Regions from separate parts of the Gossypium hirsutum genome. Here region 2 is linked to region 1. Evidence: chromatin contacts called from public Hi-C data. All regions are on one chromosome and are shown on one strand. The core of a region is the stretch at or near the end of the contact, and the rest is flanking DNA. Distances in the headings are between cores, read along the strand shown.

Evidence for each region. Hi-C and Micro-C count contacts between places; a contact is called where the count stands out from the background.
Region 2: a contact with region 1 is called in a Hi-C map of leaf, with 2.0 times the contacts expected there. The contact joins the promoter of LOC107952874 here to the promoter of LOC107952163 in region 1. A contact is called at or near these places in 3 of 34 Hi-C or Micro-C datasets (callus and leaf).

Annotation. Positions count from the first base shown.
Region 1 is chrA07:36,842,642-36,847,832 of Gossypium_hirsutum_v2.1, forward strand. It overlaps LOC107952163 (probable plastid-lipid-associated protein 11, chloroplastic), which reads left to right and starts at 2,248. Exons shown (of 5, transcript XR_005930053.1): 1 at 2,248-3,237; 2 at 3,324-3,389; 3 at 3,688-3,821. LOC107952162 reads left to right here. Exons shown (of 9, transcript XM_016887443.2): 5 at 109-192; 6 at 1,074-1,126; 7 at 1,217-1,281; 8 at 1,372-1,430; 9 at 1,581-1,844. The coding sequence ends at 1,670.
Region 2 is chrA07:37,363,832-37,369,022 of Gossypium_hirsutum_v2.1, forward strand. It overlaps LOC107952874 (squamosa promoter-binding-like protein 8), which reads right to left and starts at 2,516. Exons shown (of 4, transcript XM_041118154.1): 1 at 1,884-2,516; 2 at 834-1,597; 3 at 189-361; 4 at 1-50. The coding sequence starts at 1,492.

The DNA.
Region 1 (5,191 bases), core at 998-3,497:
GATTATTTTGAACCAAAAAAAGAAAGCTCATTATAGTGAGCAACACCCATTAAACATCTTATCAGTTTAAAGCCACTATCATTTATGTCCTACTATTTCTTGTTGCAGTCCTTGATTTCCAGAGCTGATATTAGAGTAAAGGAACTGAGACAATCAATTGACCGCCTTAAGGCTGAAAGTGAGAAGTTAGAGGTAACATTTTCCCCATTAGATTTAACTGATGAAAACTATTGACAAGCATTCTATTATCATGTGCCTATGTTGTTTCATGTTTTTATTATTTTGGACATCTGTTCTATGTAATGTGTCTAGCCACTGGTTTATAGTTCAGCATATCTACTCAGTCTTCTAGTGTTGTTTTATAGGCTATTCTTGGTGATGTAAAATTTAGGTTTTCTATTTTATTTTCCCTGATATCTCTACGAATCAGAAAATTAGGATTTTGAACCAAGAAGCAAAAATTATCTTCCTCTGGTGTGTGCTGGTTTTTCAATAGCAGGATTTTTTCTGCTTATTGGATTGTTAAATACACTTATCCTAAAAAGTGCATAGTTTATGCATGAAAGTTCATCAGTGGTGGAGAACTTATACTCTTGGTTTCGGCTGATTCTAGAATTCTTCTGTGTTAAACACATAAGTTATAGCTTTTCTTTCTTTTTTTAATAATAATCTAAAGGTAAGAATGAAATGTTGATGACAATAGAGAATTCACTGTTTCCTAAGGTATACTTGAGCTGTTTTAATTAGAGTGCTTTGGGTTGTGTGTTCAATGGGAATTGGTAATCCCCGGGAATTGAAAAGTATCTAAATTGCTGAAATGACTTTTCAAACAGCTTTTATCCAACAAACTGTTCATGCGGTGATGTATATATCCACTTCAAAAGTTTCTTGTTCTTAATATACATCCTGGAATTACATTGACTTCTAGTTCCTATTTGATGAAACTTTAATGTACATTAGAATATCATTAGAAAATGTGTATTGCACAAATTATAGTGGATCATTTCCCTAGATCAACTTAAGCCCTTTAATCAAGCATCTATGAAATATATTTCATAAATTTATGCTTCCAGCGAAGTGCATCAGTAGCCGAAGACGAGCTGATCCGTGGCCGGACAAAACTCAGGTTTGTAATTTCAAATGAAGTACAGTGTAATGTTAACTTCTGCCTCTTGAGGCTAATTATTGCCATTGGACATATTCAATTTTGTTTCAGGCAAGCAGGCAAGCAGATCCGAAGTGTAATTCAGTCAGCTTATAAGATTGAAAGACAAGCAGCAGGTATTCAAGTACTCTCTCTCAATTAGGTTCATTGAATTATTTTCAGCATTTGTAAGGCTGAGAAAACTTCCTTATATTATGTCGCATCAGGACTAAAAGATACCCTTGGAGAACTTCCAAGCAGAGAGGCATCTCGGTTTCGATCGCAGGTATGTTCTTCGAATATTATGAATGGACTTGTTTTTTGAATATATATAAGTATATTGATTGTCATATAATGAAATGCATAGACCATAAACCTGGATGACTGCTGCTGTTTTCCTTGGAAGCATTGCTTATATGGAATAATTGATTTGCAGGTTTCCAGCCTTGCGTCTCAGGCAAAGCGAGAACGGAATGTTTTGACAAAGGAGGTTTCAAAAATTAGTAATCATGGAATTGCAGTTTGAGGCATCTCTTGTCCCTGCTATTTTGTTAAGTTCACATGTCACTGTTTTCATCACTAACACGATGTTTTGAGTGGATACATTTTGGGTGGAGGTTCTATCATTATATTCAAATTTTAATTGGAGCCTGATGTTTACACGTCGGGGAACATGTATAAAATAAACGAACTTCCTACATGAATTTTAGTATTCCATTTTTAAGGCCCTGGTTTCTGAACTTAGAAGGTCTCAAGGTTTGGTTTCAAGGCCTCATAGTTTGGTCCAATCTATGGAAATAGAATTGTAGTAATCCAGCACGAATAATTCATTAAACCTATGTCTGGGTTGTGAGAAAAATAAATTATAAATCACAAAGGGTAGCAAGTGATATATTATAGTTCTTTCAATTTTATCTTTTTCAAAAATAAATTTGAATTAAGTGTGTTGATTTTCATATGGTTATATTATTATTATTATTTAAAAATAAGTTAAGTATTTGGTATACTTGTAGTCTATTTTTGTAACTGTAAAATTGATAATTAAGATGAATATTAAATCTTAAATCAGCAGGAATACTTGATTAAAGAGAAGAAGGAAAAACACAACATTGTGTATTCAGCAAGTTTCGCGGCAAATCTTTTAATTAGCAAAATTTCACCATCGGCTCAAGTATGAGCTTCTCTTTGTAAAATGTTAAAACAGACAGATAAGTTCTAAGCTCACATGCTTTAGAAATTGGGATCAATCATTTTATAATGTTCGTTATTAAAATTTGAAAGGTGAAAGCAGGCAAGGACACAGAGCTATGAAGCCATTGTTAGCATGAAGCCGCCATGCCATCCTAGAACAATGTCAGGCAGGAGACAAGCAAGCAAGAAATCGGAAACAGTCCCTTCAATCCACGTATAGTATTCCTTGGCTACTGGTGTCGATCCCTACCAATCATAAACAGCTATTTTGGGTTGGCCCAGAAAATTGAAATTGGGATATTGGACGCCATTGATTACAGTTTTATCCCCCAAAGTCCCACTGTGTTTGAACCACAGATTTCAATTTTTTTTTTTTAATCAGTTGGTGCTGGCGCGAAGAAATAGAGAAACCCAAGCACCATGTCACTCGCGGCTCTCACTCTATCGTCTCCTCTTACTGTCTCCACTACCACCAAACAAAAACCACGGCCTCCTCACTATCCTAGACCTAAAATCACATGCTCCTCCCTCACCACCCAATCAGCCAAACAACACCTCCTCAATCTCATCTCCGACCAGGAGCGGGGTCTCAAAACCCAAAACGACACTAACAAACGCGATTCAATAATCAAAGCCATTGATGCCATGGCCGTTCTGGGCCGCAATACTGTCACCACAGGCGACTCCCTATCCGCCACGTGGCGGCTTCTATGGACTACGGAGAAAGAGCAGCTCTTCATTATAGAGAAAGCTTACCTCTTCGGTACTCAAGCCGGCGACGTTTTGCAGGTCATAGATGTCGACAACAAGACCCTCAATAACGTTATTACCTTTCCACCCGACGGAGTTTTCTTCGTTCGGTCCAGCATTGAAATTGCGTCGTCTCAGAGAGTGAATTTCAAGTAATTACTTCTTCTTCAGCAAAACCTACTTTTCCTTCTTTTCCTCTCGCTTAACGACTGAATAAAATTGTATTTTGAATTTCTAGGTTTACGAGTGCGGTTCTCAGGGGAAAAAACTGGGAGTTCCCGTTGCCTCCATTTGGGCAGGGTTGGTGAGCACTTGTATCTTTTTTATATATATTATTGACTGTAATAATTCTCATTTATTTTGCAGTAATACATAATTTTAGGTCTTGATTTACATTAGGAACTCTGGGTTCCAAGCTTAGCATTTGACAATAAGGTCCACTCCTCCTTGATGCCTTTTCTTAAGTTGCAATTCTATAAAAACATGTTTAATACTGATAGTAAATATTTCCTTGTGTTTGATGGCAATTTCTTATGGATACGGTTTCCTGTTCTTTTTGAGAAAGCCGAGAAGTGTTTTTCTGATTGTAAGATTCTGTATAGGTTTGAAACTGTTTACCTTGATGATGAGATACGAGTTGTGAAGGATATCAGGGATGATTATTTAGTTGTCGAGCGTGCACCATACAACTGGAAAGAATAAAGTGGATGAACCTTGCCTCTCTTTGTAATCAAATGTGAGCTTTCTAACCCTTTATCTAATTGAAACTTAGTTATTTCTTCCTTCTGTTTGACTTGATTTGAGGTTTGTTAGAGGCCATTATGAGCTATAAATAACTGGGTAAGAAGTAGTAACTAAAAAAATGTTATTTCACTTTTCGTTCTGTGTTAAGTCAGTATGTACATATAAAATATTCGAGCAAATGCCATATGAAGTCACGAATAAAGGATTTTCCTCCATTTTTCTCTTTATTTTTTTTCAGGTGAATATTGAATGGATGGCCATGCTTTCAAATATTTATCTGAAAAATTCAGGGCTTCTTCCCTGTTCTGATGGTGACAAACAATGTATGTTTAGCAATATATACCATTTATGTGAATATTTTCCCAAGTACTAGAACAAAAACATATCACAGCCTTATAAGAGCTGATTACTACATGTTGATGCATGAGAATCCTTTTTTTTTTTTCTTTGTTATATTTTTGCTTCATGCCTATGGGATTTTAAATTCAATTGATTCACCAGGTGCAACAATTTCATATCCATTCAGCTATCAACTCAACTCATCTTTCTTTTCCTTTTATTAGACATGTTTTCACACTTGCTGTACACAATATTCTACTTTACTCTCAAATTTATGTAACTTTCACTTCGATTGCTTATTTATTTTCTTAGACCATCCTCATGGAAATATTTTGCTCTTTCTGTTTCAAGTATGGACATGTATTAATTGATGAGTGAATTATCTGAGACTGCTTCTTTACTGATTTCATGGGCTTTTTCTCCTTCCATTATATAGTGTCATTTCAGGAATTAGAGAAGCAATAACATTTTTAATCTTCCGCATTTAATTATTAATAATTTTCTTTCTTACTTCTAGTTGGAGTTCAACTTCAGATAATTTTATGCAATGAGATATTCAGTTTCTAAAAAGTCAAGATCCTAGTTGTGTACTTTTTGCCAGGTTTCTGATGTTACTTGCCTTCATTGAAATGATCCTCAAAAGAAGATATCTTCTTTCAAGAGTAAATATATAATCAGTAAATGGTGGATTATATGTCTGTGTGTCTGATATTTGTTAAAGTGTTTTTGTAACTCAAAGCCATGCAGAAGATACATGAGAACAGCGGCTGGTTTGTTGATGTATATTTCACAATGTAGGCATGAAGTTCTCTAGTTTCCTTTTTTGCTACAGGAATTATAGTGTTTATAGGCTTATACGTGTCCTATTTAACTTGAATTAAGTTTGACTTAGGCTAGATTTTTGGTTCTCTACTGCTAAAACTTAAAAAGTGCTCAAGCATACGTGTTGGCTGTTGGGGTCACCTTCATTCTCATTTTAAGGACTTGTCTATCAAATGCCAAACGGTAATTGAAAATGGTCAG
Region 2 (5,191 bases), core at 1,266-3,765, 520 kb after region 1:
TGCCACCGTTACTGAAGAAGATGACTGGACCCCAGAATCCGGCGGTGACCCTGTATTAATCACCCATAACAAACAAACAAAAAATCAATTTTGAAGCTAAGAACTAATCAATGGGCTACTATTTTCCAGGTCAATATGACAAAGAGAAGCTTTTTATTATTTTTATTTTCATTGTGAAAAAGCCTTACTTGGGGGATTATCACAGGAGGGATTGCCACCACTTTCAAGCGGGAGGTGCTTCTGGTGTTCTTGAGTGGCATTGGGTTGCTGCTGTTGAGATTTTCGCCTGCGACGATTGTGGTCGGCCAGTCTCTTTCGACAGCTACGCTTCCCATTGTCGAATTCTGACAGAAGATGGAATCTGCCCAAATGTTTTTACGTATAAGCAATAGCAGTCCACAACAATGCTACTCTTTAGATAAGCCCCATCCATATTCACAATAACACAATGCAATATAACGTATTGCGGAGAGAGTGACAATATGAATGCATGTGGAGGGTGTTTCGGTAATTGACTGCTAATTAAATGTATGTTTCAGTTAATACTAACACCCTACTATAAGTACGTAAAACGGAAGGAACAGGGAGCTTTCACGGACACAAATGCCCTCGGGATCACCCCCCCCCCACTTAACGAGTGGGCAATCATTGCCATCACAGACAGCTACAGGGGCACGTCCGTCATTTCCAACACATCACTATCCTCACTCGTCTCTTTCAGAGACCTTGCTTACTTACCAACACTCTAATACGATTTCTTACTGCAAAATGGGAAATGTTTTCTTTCTTCTTCTTTTTTTTTTGTTTTTAATTTAAGTTTAAAACTCTTCAACCTGCTGCACTGCTGGCAGAATCGTTGAGTCAACCCAGCGGCGATGACGGTGGAAGCTTTGGAATGGAACTCGCAGACTTTATGGCGGCGATGGTAGTGCTTAGCGTGGGTAAGATCGGCATTGCAACCCTCGGCTTGGCACCTGGGGGAATTGGTTGAGCTGAGATCTCCGGGTCTAGACCTGCGATAAAGCCGGTTCACAAAGTCATCCTCGGCGGAGGAAAAATACGTACGCCCACCTAAGTTGAGACCAATCCTGGCAGTAAAGTCAACAGGTCTAGAAACTTCCTCCGTCTTGGGAACAAGAAAGTAACCGCCTCCACTCCCTCCGACGGCAGAAACTGGGTCCAGTGAGAGCAAGGAAGCGTGGGCAGTGGAGTAAGCGGAGGTGGCAGAGTAGGAGTGCGGGTCGTACAAGGAATGAAGAGTAGCAGGGTGTTGGGGGGGTTGGGCTTGGTTAGGGTTATGGAAGAGGTTTTGGTGAGAAAAAACAGTGGGGTTGTGATGAGAAAGGAGGGTTTCGTTGTAAGGTTGGTGGTGGGTGGTGGTGGTGGTGGTGGCATAGTGATGGAAAAGCTGACGATTGGGGTCGGGTTCTTGGGCGGTCTCTTCACCCGATAACATGATTGAAGAGGGGTTTCCCCATTCGTATTCCAACATGGTGTGGGAGCAGCAAAATTTCAAAGAAAAACCCTTTTTCCCCTTGTTTCCGGCGAGGCTACGGTGTCGTTTTTGTTGTCGGTATGATTGCTTACCATTGATGATCTGTCAACAACAACAACAACAAAGTATTAAAGGGATAGAGAGAGAGAGACAGAGAAGGAAAGGGATGGTAAAAGTGTCAGCGTTTACAAGAAATAAATCGAGGGGGGGAGGGGGGGCAGGATAAGTAAGTAGTGTTGAAGTTTTAATGGCTATCTTTTAAGAAAGGGGCATTAGAGAATGAACAGTTGAGGCGAGAGGACATGTCGGTGTTGAAGGTGGTTTCTTTAGCTCCACAGAAAAAACAAAGCAATTAAAATATGATAAAGAAAAAAGAAGCTGACCTTACAAGCTTAAACACATAGAAGAAGCAGTGGGGGATTTGGGATTCCCAGAGAGGGAGTTGGTTCAGCTCGTAAAATTCCCTACACTTACGGGAGCAAGCTTCATTTAAGGACCCTCTGGAATATTTGTTGATTAAAGGCAAGGTCGCACATTTTTGACGCCTTAAAATACAAAACACCCCCCATCTTTCTCTCTCTAGTCTCTGTCGTTGTGAAAGCCAACTCCAACTTCACACAATGTAGGTGAGAGAGTGGGAGAAGAAATTACAGTAACACCCACATGATGTTTACGTATGAGTGGGGGCCAAAACCACAGTAAGAAAAACGGAGAGAGGAAGGTTGGGTTCCCTTCCCACGATGTTTGGGCCAATATCTCGCCCCAGTTGCAATTATTTAAAATGGTTGGGTTGTGAGGCTTACGCCACGCGGTGCCATGGTCCCACTTCACCTTCCTCCTCTATTGCTGGGAATTAACATTACCAATTAAATCACTATATGTTTGTTTTAATTGGTTGGCAATAAAGAAAAGAGGTGAAATGGTGTGTTTTGCATACCAAAGCAATTTCAGTTCATGCCAAACCAAACATTAGGATATTCATGGACTGTGATTGGGAAATGAAAACCACTGTTTCATTTTTTTATCATAAATAAATTGGTAGCTAACTATATCTATTTTTGTAAGTTTGCATCACAACCATTACTCAAAACGGTACCTAAACTATGTCCCATTATTAAAGTATTTTATCTTAAAAAATATTTCTTAATCAATTAATTTGTGATATGTGATAATTTTTAACGTAAAAAAACTTTTTAAAAAATTATAAACATATTTTTTTCTTTTTTCTTTACCTAGGAAACCTGATGACGAAATTTAAAAAACTCGTCGAAAAATTAATCCAAATTCAATTTTCTTGCCCAGTTTCTAATTTTTGTTGACAACCCAAATTCTGACAGGCTTCTTTTCTATTTTAAATCTCAATTTTGAGTCCTTTCTTACCCCCAATGCAAAATCTATCTATTATTTTTCTTAAAAGTAAATTTATTTGTTCTTTTCTTTATATTTTGCATATAAAATAGTTAATGTTAAGTAAAGTTTTATAATGAAAAAACCCAGATAAAACATGAAATTCAAATATAGAGAAGAAGTTGAGTGGGAAAAATGGTAAGAAGATAGCAAAAAAATAAAAAAAACTATCAGTTAACAAATGCATTAAAAGCAAAGAAAGAATTGTGGGGAAGTTCTTTGGTGAAAGAACAAAAGAATAGAATATGTGTATGAGTGTTTTTTTTTTTAAGTTAAGGAAATAATATTTAATTTTTTTGGATTTTTTAAGTTAAAAATTGCCAAGTGTCATAAAATGATTGACTAAGAGATTTTTTTTAATGGTTTGGGTAATTTAGATAGCGGAGTATAACTTAAGTACTAATTTAGGTAATGAAGTATAGATTAGGTACCATTTTATGATTTAAGCCATTGTGAAATTATAATGAAGGGTCTTGTTCGATAACACGTTAAAAAAATTAAATCAACAAAAAATTAATATTTTTAATTATTTAGTTTTTTAAGCATGTTTAATAATACACAATAAAAAAATAAATGATAAATTTTTTTTAATCAAAAAGTGTTGAAAATAACAAGTAGATAATGAACTATTTATCATTTCATGTAAAAAAAAATTTCAATTGTTTTTATTCTTTTAGCCTATGTTTGAATTGGAGGTGACGAGGGGAAAGTAAAGTAAGGGAAAGTATCATTCTTTCTTTAATTGGATAGACTTTGTAAATTAAGCTAGGGAAAAGTAAGGGAAGTTGAGGGTCACAATAACTTTTAAAATGAGAATCAAAATCATTTTAGCTATTAAAATAAAAACACCACCACATAATCTTTCCTTTTTTTTTCTTTTTACCATGCAATTAAAGTTTCAAGGTGAAAATTTTTGGATACTATTTATTTTCAGATTTAATTTTTAAAAAAAATGGAAAGAGATTAGGATTATTAATATTAAAAAAAATTATTCTAAATAAATTAATCAATTTGGACATTTAGTATTTGTTTTTCTTGATTAAAAAAATTGGTCGACCATTTCACTTTAAAAATTTTGGGTTTTTTTAATAAATTTTTTTTACTCTAAAAATTTTGAGAATTTTTTCTTGGTTGAAATCACCCAATTTTAATTTTAATAACCCCATTATCTTCCTTTTCATTCCAATTCTTTTACTACAAAAAAAAAAGAAATTAAATAAATAAGTAAAAATTATCTAAATTCTTTTAACCTGAGACTTCAATTACACAGTGAAAAAAAAAAGAGAAAGGTTGGGGTTTGTCTACTTCTTGGCACGGTGGTTACTTCCTTCTCGGTTGTCTTCTTTGAAAGTTCTTTCTTCTCGAGTTTCCTTTCTTTTACTGTTTATTTGTTTGTGGATCAAGTGGGTGGGAGGTTTTGAGGTTCCACACAGTTATGGAACAAGACTTGGCTGCTCTCAAAATCTCAGAAATAAAGGATGATGAAATTCAAATTGTGAGGGCTTCGACAACACCAAAACCTCTTTATGATTTATGTTTGTTGGGTTGTTTCATTATTGTCAGTGTGGTGCATTTCCCTGTTACGCGCACAACGTTGGCTAATCTTTGGCATCCTTTGGAGGTATTCAAATTTCTTATTTGGGGGATTAATGGTTTCTCTTCCAATTCTTCCATCAAGTTGACATTGACCGGGTGGTGACTAGTGCCTTGTGGACTTTCAATAATCACCTGGTAGTGTTTCATTGTTTGCAACCAAATAAAGACCCAATGCTTGTGTCGTTGGTCTACTCCTATTTTTGGGTACAAGTTCATGGTTTGTCGTTAGGTTGTTTCTCGAAAATTGTTGCTCTGCAATTAGGTAATTTTGTTAGTGCTTTTAAAAAGTATGATGCTAAACAGATAAGTAGTGGAACTCTTTCTTATTTATGCATGCGGGTTCAGCTTGATATACAGACTCCATTAAAGCGAATGAAGAAAATTCTACTTTCCCCTGGCAATTCTATGTATGTGCACTTCTATTATGAGAAATTGACACTATTTTGCTACCTGTATGGATGTTTGGGGCATGGTGATAGTTTCTGTCCTATACAATTGACTAGGGATGTTTCTGATTCTGATATGGGGTGGGATGCATCTCTACAGGCAGTGGGTTAGAGGGCCACTGTAGTTGACAGTGTTTGGCTGCGAAATGAGGCAGCTGGAGGATTAACGGAGGGTGTTTCTTTAGAAAGAGTCTCTAGTGACGACATTCAGACACACCTTTCGGACCTACTTCGGGTCCTATTCATC